Linked DNA regions of Gossypium arboreum: regions 1 and 2 are each linked to region 3. The links are chromatin contacts, called in public Hi-C maps. All regions are on one chromosome and are shown on one strand. Each heading gives the region's core, a stretch centred on a gene start, on an enhancer-like site or on the middle of the called end of the contact. The rest is flanking DNA. Distances are from core to core; before and after follow the strand shown. Region 1 holds the start of LOC108461970 (NADH dehydrogenase [ubiquinone] 1 beta subcomplex subunit 10-B-like). Region 2 holds the start of LOC108470259. Region 3 holds the start of LOC108467692.

Evidence for each region. Hi-C and Micro-C count contacts between places; a contact is called where the count stands out from the background.
Region 1: a contact with region 3 is called in a Hi-C map of leaf, with 4 times the contacts expected there. The contact joins the promoter of LOC108461970 here to the promoter of LOC108467692 in region 3. A contact is called at or near these places in 2 of 5 Hi-C or Micro-C datasets (both in leaf).
Region 2: a contact with region 3 is called in a Hi-C map of leaf, with 2.7 times the contacts expected there. The contact joins the promoter of LOC108470259 here to the promoter of LOC108467692 in region 3. A contact is called at or near these places in 2 of 5 Hi-C or Micro-C datasets (both in leaf).

Annotation. Positions count from the first base shown.
Region 1 is chr8:80,305,377-80,309,079 of ASM2569848v2, forward strand. It overlaps LOC108461970 (NADH dehydrogenase [ubiquinone] 1 beta subcomplex subunit 10-B-like), which reads right to left and starts at 1,658. Exons shown (of 3, transcript XM_017762014.2): 1 at 1,285-1,658; 2 at 870-924. The coding sequence starts at 1,573. The coding sequence ends at 893.
Region 2 is chr8:82,048,700-82,052,356 of ASM2569848v2, forward strand. It overlaps LOC108470259, which reads right to left and starts at 2,035. Exons shown (of 6, transcript XM_053018010.1): 1 at 1,245-2,035; 2 at 590-641. The coding sequence starts at 1,916.
Region 3 is chr8:81,158,434-81,161,994 of ASM2569848v2, forward strand. It overlaps LOC108467692, which reads left to right and starts at 1,259. Exons shown (of 7, transcript XM_017768424.2): 1 at 1,259-1,530; 2 at 1,665-1,742; 3 at 2,214-2,252; 4 at 2,339-2,917; 5 at 3,004-3,102. The coding sequence starts at 1,438.

The DNA.
Region 1 (3,703 bases), core at 408-2,907, 850 kb before region 3:
AGCAACCAATGTCCTAGTAATCAAATTCAATCCTCATTGACAAAAAACCACACTGAACAGTATCGCAGCTTGAACTTTCTTGAAAATGATTCCCGAATAATTTGCTCAAACCTGCTAGATGTATTTACTGCACCTAGTGCACACATCACGTATATTGAAGCCATTCCAATTGCATGCACAGTTATCACACCCATGTGATGTTCCCCCAAAGATTACATTAAATATTTGGAGCTCACTAACCTTGAAAAGTAATAAGAAGAGACTTAAGGTTTCTGACTTATGAGCTTATTTGGTTCAATGGCCTAATACTTAATAATGCATTGGTCCTACTACCAGATGATTAAAGATTCTTACAGTTTGCACCTAACTGATTACATAAGCTCATTGCAAGAGTCCTTAAACCCCCAATCCCACCAAAAGCAAAATGACTTATTAATAAAACTACGTATCATGTTTAAGTGAATGAACATCTCTGTAGTTGTAGTAGCCTCACACTGAATAATAGTCAATATTACAAGAGTCTCAATAAGCCAGTTTGCAGTTCTCTTTTTCTCAAAGTAGATCCGAATTCAGAACAGTCATCGCTCACAAAGATGATTAAGAAAAAAGAAAACATCTAAATTTGGTTATTTCCTAAGGGCTTTTGCCACCACATAAATCATTCCTTTTCCCACCTATTTCTGCTTTAGAATGCATATACTTGTCGCACGATTCAGCTAAGTAGGTTTAGGCTTTTTCTTTACACAAATCCCATAATTCAGCCAAACAGTTTCACAAACAACAATATAGTAAGAAATAATTTGATCAAGACAATGGTAAAAAGAAGGTTCAATAGATAATATAAAGAATGAATTAGGGCCTCAGATTACCTTCCTTAGCTGAATGCAGCCACTCATTCTGACTCAACCTCCTCAACCTTCGGACCTATATCCGAAATCATTAAACACAATGATCAATACAGTTCAGACATTCCCTCCCCCAAACAACAATGTTGACTCATTCCAAAACAAATAAAATAATGGTTTAACATTCAATCGTTTCGTTACTTTTACCCCTAGCGTTGCTTTTGACTTCCTCAAACCTTGTTAAAATTAAAAGGAAGTAGTAAACGAAAAAAAAAATCAATTGAAAACGAGCTAAATAGGCGAAAATTATTCATCTTTTTTTTTTTTTCAAATTTATTCAGGAAGTAAAATAGCAAGTAATAAAATTAACAATCAATCGAGCTTAAATAAAATAAAGAAAATAAAAGTAGCATATATTTAAAATAAAAAAGATTAGGACCGTGGAGGGACGGATGGCGGCCATCCTTGCCCCAACCAATGCCGCGGGTGGCGTCAAGGTACTGGCTAACGAGGTGGCGGCACTTCTGGAGATGGTTGACTCCTTCGATGCGGTAACACCACCTGACTTTGTCTCGTAAGATCTTCGCCTTCTCAATGTCTATCCATTTCTCTCGAACTATATGCTCCCTCATTTCCAGCATGGCAACTGGGTCTTGGTAGGGGTTGGCCGGGTCGAAGTCATCTGGCCCGGTTTCTTCGAACTCTAGCACTCCCTTCTTTCTCCCCATCTCTCTCTATGCTCTTGTTTTGCGCTGTGCTTCCTCCAGATTTGCGGGGGATTTTAAGTCTCGTATTTGGGGTTTGGGATTTTCTTGTTGGGCTTAAACATAATTATTTTTTGCTCAGTTGTTTTATTTATTGTTGGGCTTAAAACATGATAAGTTCTTCCACCCAACTCTTAACTGTTCAGAAGTTTTCTAAGTTCATGACATGGAGGAATGAAAATATTTTATATTATTATAAAATTATTTTAATAAATAATTATTGGTGAAATGACAATAAATTTTATATAAATTTATTAATTTTGTATTCGATTCTCAAATAATATGGTTTAATTATTTTATTTAAAACTATAAAGAAGTGTGAAAAGATAAATTTATTCTTATAATAATTTTAATTACCTAATAATTTTACAATTGAGTTAATTTCAAGTTAAATTGTGGCATTAACTCAATCAATCATTTTATACATAATATAAATATATATAACTAAAATGATTTTTTATTTAATTTGAGAGTAAAGAAAAATACTACATATATCTAATATCTACAATATATATATATATATATATATATAAGCAAAATATTGAAATAATTAAGGTAAATTTTAGCTCTAAATTAATTCTTCTCATATCACTATTAGGTTGACTTTAATAATGACGTGAGTCTCATCTATTGTATTTAAGTTTTGTTTAAAATTAAATTTGTTAAAAATAATATGATTAAAATTTTAATATTAAATGTCATAAACAATAAAAATTAATATATAATAATTTGTTGATTGAGTTTTAACTCAATTAGCATATAAGTTAAAATTTTTAATATATTATATATAAATTTAATTCTTAATTAGTTTTTAATTTTTATTGTTTTCAATTTACATAAGTAGTATATTAAAATACTAGTGTGCATTTTCATGGGATGCATAGGTAAGTTGTAGTCGATATTAAAGTAGTGATTGTATGTTATGGTATACTATATTTAAGCTAGTTTAACGAATAAAGGTTTAGTTTTTATAATATTGAAAAGTATATTGTATGATAAAGTTTATTTTAAATAGAAAAACAACATTCTACTAAGAGTAGGAGAGGGGTGAATGACTCACCCTTATATTTCTAAAAGGGTTGTTGCCTCCTTCATGTTATATGAGGGGTTTTGGGTCTCTTTCACATCAGGTCTAATTACGAGCACTTCTTGAGTCTTTTTGACCCAGTATTCTATAATGTGATCCAACCTAGTTCAGTTATTCTATTTCATAAAATAAACTTTAATATTTACATATTAAATAATTTTTTCATCCCAATTTTACTCCAATAAAATTTTGACAATTTTACCCTAGATAAAATTTGGAGAAATTTCGTTCAATATGTCACAACTTAACTTGTTCATTATGACCGAATGGTTTATTTTCATTTTTAGGCTTCAAAATAGTCCAAAAACATAAACTCGTTCTTCTATTTTTTAAGTAATCTGATATAGGATTGCAAATTTCTATTTTCATTTCCATTTCCATTTTTGAAAACCTACATTCATTTCCAAATGATTCTATTTCTCCATTTTGGAGAAAACCATAATCATTCTTAAATGTTTCTCATTTCTCTTTTTCTATTCATTCTGTTCATTTTTATTCAAACATACAATTCATTTTTGGTTTCAATGAGCTAGCAGAGGGATCAATTAGACATGTGAAGTTGAGGCTCAAATGATTTAGAAATAGGTCTTGACTTTTCGCCTATTAATTATAAACTCATTTAGTCACGAAGTCATTCCACTATAGTATCGTGACTGAGCTTTCCCCAACGACATACCATTATGACAACAACTATTTAGTGCTCGTCCAATGACCTTGTCATTAGTGTGTTACCCTCATAAGATATCATTGATCTCTTTGGGATAATATCCATTCTCCTAATATTATCCTTTTTTATCTTATGGTAACCATGACATCTTCCTTCATGAAAAGTCAATCACTATCAATTAGTGATCAAGTCATCCATCACAAAGACAGATGACTCATGGCCATGTTTACTTTTCACCAACCATGAAATACCAATGAGAGGATATTATTTAACCATGTTTTGGGCTATGAATTCCGCTGCTGTGAATGACACTACATACTACAGAAGTCGTACACCCAAC
Region 2 (3,657 bases), core at 785-3,284, 890 kb after region 3:
ATTCTAAATACAAAAAGATATTTTCGTAATTTTCCAAACCGAGTTGGTGCCCAGTTGACTTGAACTCAACTAGAGGTTTAAATAATAGTATTGATAATACATATATGTATATGATATCTTAGAATATAAGAACTTAGAGATGAGAATTTAAGGCTTTTGATAAAAGGATTTCGCAATGGCTAGTAATCCCCATTGCTAGGAAAATTAGAATATAAATAATTTGTTTATTATATAATACTATTTTTATTTTTGAAATAGTTACAAAAATTATTTTTCCTTTTTTTCTTTTATTTTCTAATTCAGAAACTACAATTGATATTTTTTTCTTTTATAAGTCAATAAATCTTAAAAAGCCAAAAAGTGAAATAATCAACCGAACTGACCAAATGCACACCCCTAGCTAAACTTGATTTCTTATGATCACATTGATTTCCCAGAGATAAACTAAGATGTTCACCTCATAAACAAAATAATGCTAAGTTGGTAGTATCAAACATCAACAAAACAAGAAACACTGCATAGCACTCCCGGAAGCCCATAACACTTAAGCAACAATAAAATGGAATCCCAAAGAAATAGGACAAACTACCTGCTTCAGCAAGTTGAAGTTTCATCTTGGCTTTAACTCTTTCAGGAGGCAACTGTTCACAAAAGAAATGCCTTTTCATCACCCCTTAAAGCAAAGGCCTTAAACAGAAAGATCCAAGCAGACAAAATGTACTTGACAAAGTCACCCTTTAGTCTTTGAGATAAGATAAAGAACCAATGGAGAACCAATCACAAATAAAGGCATAGAATTCATTATGCTTACCGTTAAGGAGTTAGAATCAAAGATTCCAATTTCAGAAAAATAATTTCCCAATATCAGGCAAATTGAATAAAAAATAGGTTCATATAATTCAAATAGAATAAATAGAATTAAACCAAGTTCTACTCTTAATTAGGATGTCCTCAAATATTACTCTGTTTTATTTTCGTTTTCCATGACATACTAATAGCTTCCAAAATAAAATTCCAAATCTCTTCGGGCCAAACTTTCTTATCGTACACTGAATCATAAAAATCTAGCTAAATTTAATCGATAATACCACTTGATAAAGAGAAGAATAAGCGGTGAGGACATCGATTCTTTCAAAAAAACCAGCAGCAATCATAAATGTACTGAGCTAGACGAAGTAGATAATACATTGTATATGACTATTAAAGAAAAGAACATAACAGAAAAAACTGTAAAAACTTCATACCATACTATCGTAACCTTGGATCAACAGCGAATAATCAACAGCTCCATTTTTATGTTTCTTGGATTTCCCCTCTCTCGTCCCATGCCTCTCTGACCTCCATGACTCCCGCGGCGACAAACTCCTGCTCCGCTTCCTCCGCTCCAATTTCCCTTCTCTACAAGGCGACCTACTCCTCCTCCGGCGATCTCTACTCCCACTCCTCCTCCGATCTCTACGAGGCGACCTACTCCTTCTCCGCTTCCTTCTCTCTCTATCCTTTTCCCAGTATTTCTCCCTACTCGTGCTGCTGCTTCGCCTCCTCGAATGCTTATCTCCGTCTCTCTCCACGTTGGTTCTCGCCGAAACCCTAGCTTCTCTTTCCGGCTTCTTCTTTAGCTTATGTTGGATCGATTGAAGTTGAGATTCTTTCTCAAGCTTGGAAGCGGTGGTAGGACTCGAGGCCCTGACGAAACTGCTGAGGAAGGATGAAGATGAAGAGACAAAGGTTGTGCCTCTTTGAGGAACCGTATCGTGTTGATCATCGCAAGAGGAGAAACCGAGGCCTCGCTTGAATCTGGCCGCTCCCTCACCTTTCCTGGTAAGCTCGTCGTAGTAAGCTGCAGCCTTCTCTTCTTCCATTTTTTTTTTCTTTTTTGTCTTTGCTAACTGATTTTGTGGGAATCGCAACAGCATTCAATGCGAGAAGAAGGGTATGTGTGATTTAATTTCCGTATTATCGATTTGTAAGAACCTCATCGGTGAACGGTAATGTAAACGATGTCGTTTTACTTCTAGTCTCTATTGGATAAAAGCTGCGGATCAGATCTAATTAAAATTTTTAAAAATTTAAAGAGTTTTAGTGACCATTTTCAAAAATTTTAGAAGTTTTATAAAAATTTAAATTATTAAAAAATAGTTTAATTGAAAGTTTTAAAAAATTTAAGATTTAATAATAATTTTTAAATTTTGGGGTTTAGTTAGAATTTTCAAATGTACAATTAAAATTTTTAAAAACTTGAGGTTTTAATAAGAATTTTCCTCTAGGCGAAGAAAATGACTTACGAAATTATTTTTCTTCTTTATATTTTTATGTGTTTGTTTCATGAAAAATTGTTTAATAAATCAAAATTAAATTGATTTACCCTTGTCAAGGATAAATCATTTTTTAAAAAAACTCAGTAATTTTATTTTTATATCACAATTGATTTGAATTAAATCTAACATTATTATATTAATAATTTTTATTTTAATTTTTAAAAATATAAAATATTAATAAAAAATCATAATGGTGAATATTATTAAACATACATATTTAATTATTTATATTTAACAATATAGTAAATTATTAATATAACTAATATAATTTATTGTTTTAATAAATCATTTAATATTGCAATCTTATCTTAATAATAAATTTTAACAATAATGTTTTAAAATTTAAATATTATTAATATATTATTAACAATATTTATATTAATATTGTAATAATAAATATTACAATTTATAAATATTTTATAGTAAATGTTTTACAAGATAAAATATGGATATTTTAATTATAAATATTAGTATTTTTTTAAGTTGTTGATATGAAACGTGCGTAGAATAAGGTCGTTATCACACCTCAAAATTGAGCCTAGTAGTTTTGAGGGTAATTTAGGAATTTTAGTTCAAAATGTGTTTGAAAATTTGAAGCATGGTAAACCGAAAATGTGTTCGTATATGGCTTTTTTATAGTTAAATCAATTTTTGAAAATAAGGTAGAAAAGACCTTCAATTTTAAAAAAGAGGATTGTTTTGTAAAAGGAATTAAATTAAGAGTAGTTTTAAAGCAAATGTATGAAGTTTTAAATCAACCCAATTTTCCCCCTTTTTCACCTATTTTGACAATTAGAGAAAAAAATAGCATTCTCACCTATTTGTGCCGTCCCTTGAAACCTCAAACCTCATTCATCTATTTTGATCTTTCCAACTCTAATCTTTTTTAATTCTATCAAATCCCAAACACCAAATCCCTCCCAAATTCAAAGAGAAACACCAAAAACACCATTAATTTTGTTATCTCTCAAACTTGTGGGTTTTTTGGATTTTCAACCAAACATTCATTTTTCTCTCATCGAAGGTAATGATTTGTTTTCATATTAGTTTTTGATGATATCTAGCCTTTTAAATTAGGTTTTTATCTATTGAATCAAATTTTTTGAATAAATGCCGAAAATTGGATCGTTAATGGTGGAATTCAGGATTTTGAATGAAAACGATGTTTCAAAGTGTTTTTCAACTTGTTTTGATGTGATTAGTTGGTTTCTAAACTTTCCCTCAAGTTTTGTTAAAGAGTTCTAAGGTTTTATTGAGTTTTCGTGAAAATTACCATTGTATGTCAAAATTTTGGAACCATGAATCCGTGTAGTTCTGTATAGTTTGAAGGTTGGGAATT
Region 3 (3,561 bases), core at 9-2,508:
CCCACCAAATAAACCAAGTTTTTGTTTCTTTCACATGATTCCTAATTTGCATTTCACTCAAAACCGAATATCAATCATTCTTAATCAAATCTCGATTAGAATAACCTAATTTTGAAACTAAAATTGGATCTAACTAATCAATATAAATAACCATATCCTTAATCAAATCTAAACTTAAATTTAATTCTTTATATTCAAAACAAATTTTTTCTGTTTCCAAAATTTTACAGAATCATGTAGATTATCCATTTCCTTTTCTTTTTTGATGAATAAAATTAAGCAAATAATAAAATTGATCTAAAACTTCTTGGATATTCCTAAGCAAATTTGATAGAAAGCCGAGCATGGATGAAGCAAAGAGAGAAAGTGAGCATGAAACCAAATTGGTTTGGGTAAATTTGAGGGTAAGATTCATACCGTGGTCGTTTTAGTTATTGAGAGTGTAGAGCTCGTTTGAAGAATCCGTGAAGCAATGTAGTTTCAAGAGGACAAGAATGTTGTAGGTAAGATAGATATGGTGGTTGTGGGGGTTGGTCAGGAGGTTAAGGGAATGAGCTCGAGAAACTTTGTTGAGGGTGGACTGCTATAAGTCACGACTAGCGAGGTCGTTGAGTGAGGTGAGCTTGTGGACTAGGCCATTGAGAGATCCAAATTGGTTTGTTAAAGTGATGATGGATGATGAAGGTTTGTAATTGTGGGGTGAGAATATGCGATGCAAGTTTTATTTTCGTTTTAGCTTTCGCCTTTTTTTTCATAAACATAAAAAAGTTTTAACAAATAGAAAATATAAAAAAAAAACGTTAAAAGAGATGGAGAAGGGAGGAAAACATAGGTAGGAGCAAAAGAAAATGAAAAATAAAGAAAAAAAGGAAAGTTAAAAAAACATAAAAGAAAAAAATTAAATTGCTCAAAACGAAAAAATATGGAGACTAATTGTATAATTTAATCTAAAATTTTTATTTGAAATGATGACTTAACGTGCCAAGTCAGCTTACAGTTACACCGTTAGCAACAATTAATGACTTAGTGATTAAAATGTTACAACACGTTAACGTAAGTGACTAAAATGTAACATTTCAAAAATAAATGACTAAAATATAACATGAGGTAAATAAAAATAATTATTTTAATAGTTTACCCAAAATTTTAATATCTAACTATTCTCCCCACCAATTTTAATATTTAGTTAGAAATTTTAATATTAACTTACAAGAGGTTAATTGGGTAATTTTATTTTCAAGCCTACGGCACAACTCCACCAAAATATATATTAACGGATGAAAAGAAAACGTGCGAGGAATGGAGTTGGATCCCTAATAGCGCTCTTATAAAAATGCCCAAATGCAGTTGCCGGGCTCAGGCCTTTCAAAACAGCTTTGCTATAAAAGCCCCAACACAACAATAGCCTGAAACTGCACTTCAATCTCGACATAGATAATGGCGGGAAAGCAGATCGGCGGCGAGGGCTTGCCAGCCAGCTTCGCTGGAATGTCGAAGAATCAACTTTACGAGATCATGTCCCAGATGAAGGCACTCTCACTCTCACTTTCAATTTTCTATTTCATTTCTTTTTCCTTTGTTCCAAACGCCAGTTCCTTCGCCATCAAATATAATTGGTAATTTAATTACTAGTTTTTAGTTGATCGTTTTTTGTCTATATGCAGACGCTTATAGAACAAAACCAGCAACAAGCGAAAGAGATCCTTATTCAAAACCCTCTCTTGACTAAAGCCCTATTCCAGGTTTTTCTTTTCTTCTCTATTTTCTTTTTCAGTTTTCTTTAAAGCTCTCTTCGTTTCCCTTTCCGATTTATTCTCTATTCTTTGAAAAGTTTTTATTCTGATACCGATAATAATTACACGTTGCTATTATATGTTGGTTCGAATGAATTGTCCGTTGCTATAACTGTGAGAATTGCATGAAATTTTGGTATAGTTGTTTAGAGTAGCTAGTCACTAAGAACCCGAGCAACTTGGCACTGAATACGGTTGTATTCAAGAACCTTTGTATGGTCAATTAGGTTTCTGAAGTTGCTTTTGTATTTAAGGGATGCCTGTAGTTCTTTATCTTTCTTGGTGGATTAGTTGTAATGCTGTAATAGCCCTCCTTTTGCTTTTAAATTCATGTTTTTAGATGGTGTACTGTTGAAAATCTTTTGGAGCTTCCATGCCTGAACAGGTCTTTTTTTTTTTTTTTTTTTTTTTTTACTCCAGGCTCAGATTATGCTTGGAATGGTTAAGCCCCCTCAAGTGGTATGTTTTTTTTACTTATGTGAAGTTGTCTTGAAATTTTTATGTTGGGGACTGTGCCTGTGTTTTGAATCTTTGTTTGTGTTTAGATTCCTACCATTCAGCCACCTACATCGCAGCAATCTCAGTGTCAGCAATCAGCACAACCTCCTCCAATGCCAAACATCCAGCCAGCAAAATCATTGCCAAGTCAACCCGGGTTGCAGGACCAAGTGGCTCCATCTCAGACCCAACCTCCTTTAAGGAAACAGCACCAAAACCAAGCTGGGGCACATATCTCAGCTGCTGCTGTTCCTCCAGCCAGCATTCAGTCCCAACCCACGCCGTCACATTCCCTTCAGACACCACAGCAGATGAAGGGGCATCTGAATCCTCCGATGTCCCTTCCACAATCATCTCAACTGCCAAATGTACCTCCAGTTCCTCTTCACTCATCTTCACAGCCCCATCATCATCAACAAACACACATGCCAATGGCCTCTGGCCAGTTGCAGCAGTCTTTGCAGACAACTGGAATTCCTCATATGCCTCTCCAGCCACCAATGCCGCAACAGGCTAGACCACCTACACTGCCAACTTTACATCATCAGTATACCCCCCAAATGGGTCCTAATGTTGGTTTCCAGCATCCTGGTGCTCCCCAGCATCTTTCACAGCCTATATTCCATGTAAGTCAGAAGTTGAATTTTGGAAGCCTTGGGTTCTACCTAGTAACATATTCTGCAATAATTCCTTTTATTTTTGAATTGTCCAGTCAAGTAATAAACCACCTTCTGGCCTTGGACCTTCTTTTGCACAAGGACAGCCACCACACTCAAATCAGCTGCCACCTCAACCAATGTATCAAAATCAAGTATGTGCATAATTTAGTTGTTGATTTGTATTGGTTTGACCACTTAGCAAGCATTCTTTATCTTTCGTGGCTGATTATAAAAATAAGCTCATGTTTTTTATTTATGCTTAGTGGCCATAAATTAAGTGGATAATTCTAAGCACTCCATGGTCTACCTTGCATTTAGAATAGATTCAATTACTTTTTATCAGGCGCAAGGGAATATGTCAATTTAGATCTCCCTTCTGCTAGGTGATTGGTTGACTAGTTTATGCTTTGAAGTTCAATGAAATAAAAATAGTGGATTCCTTTCTGTGTATCTGAAAAAGTAGGACAACATTTGCCTCATTAATTCACCTTAACTATTTGGGTTTGTGCCACATTAAAATTGTGGAAATCTTTATTTTTTCATTATAATCCTTGCACGTGAAGATGGTAATATAATTGGTAATTAGAAATGCATGCAACTGTGATTGCAAT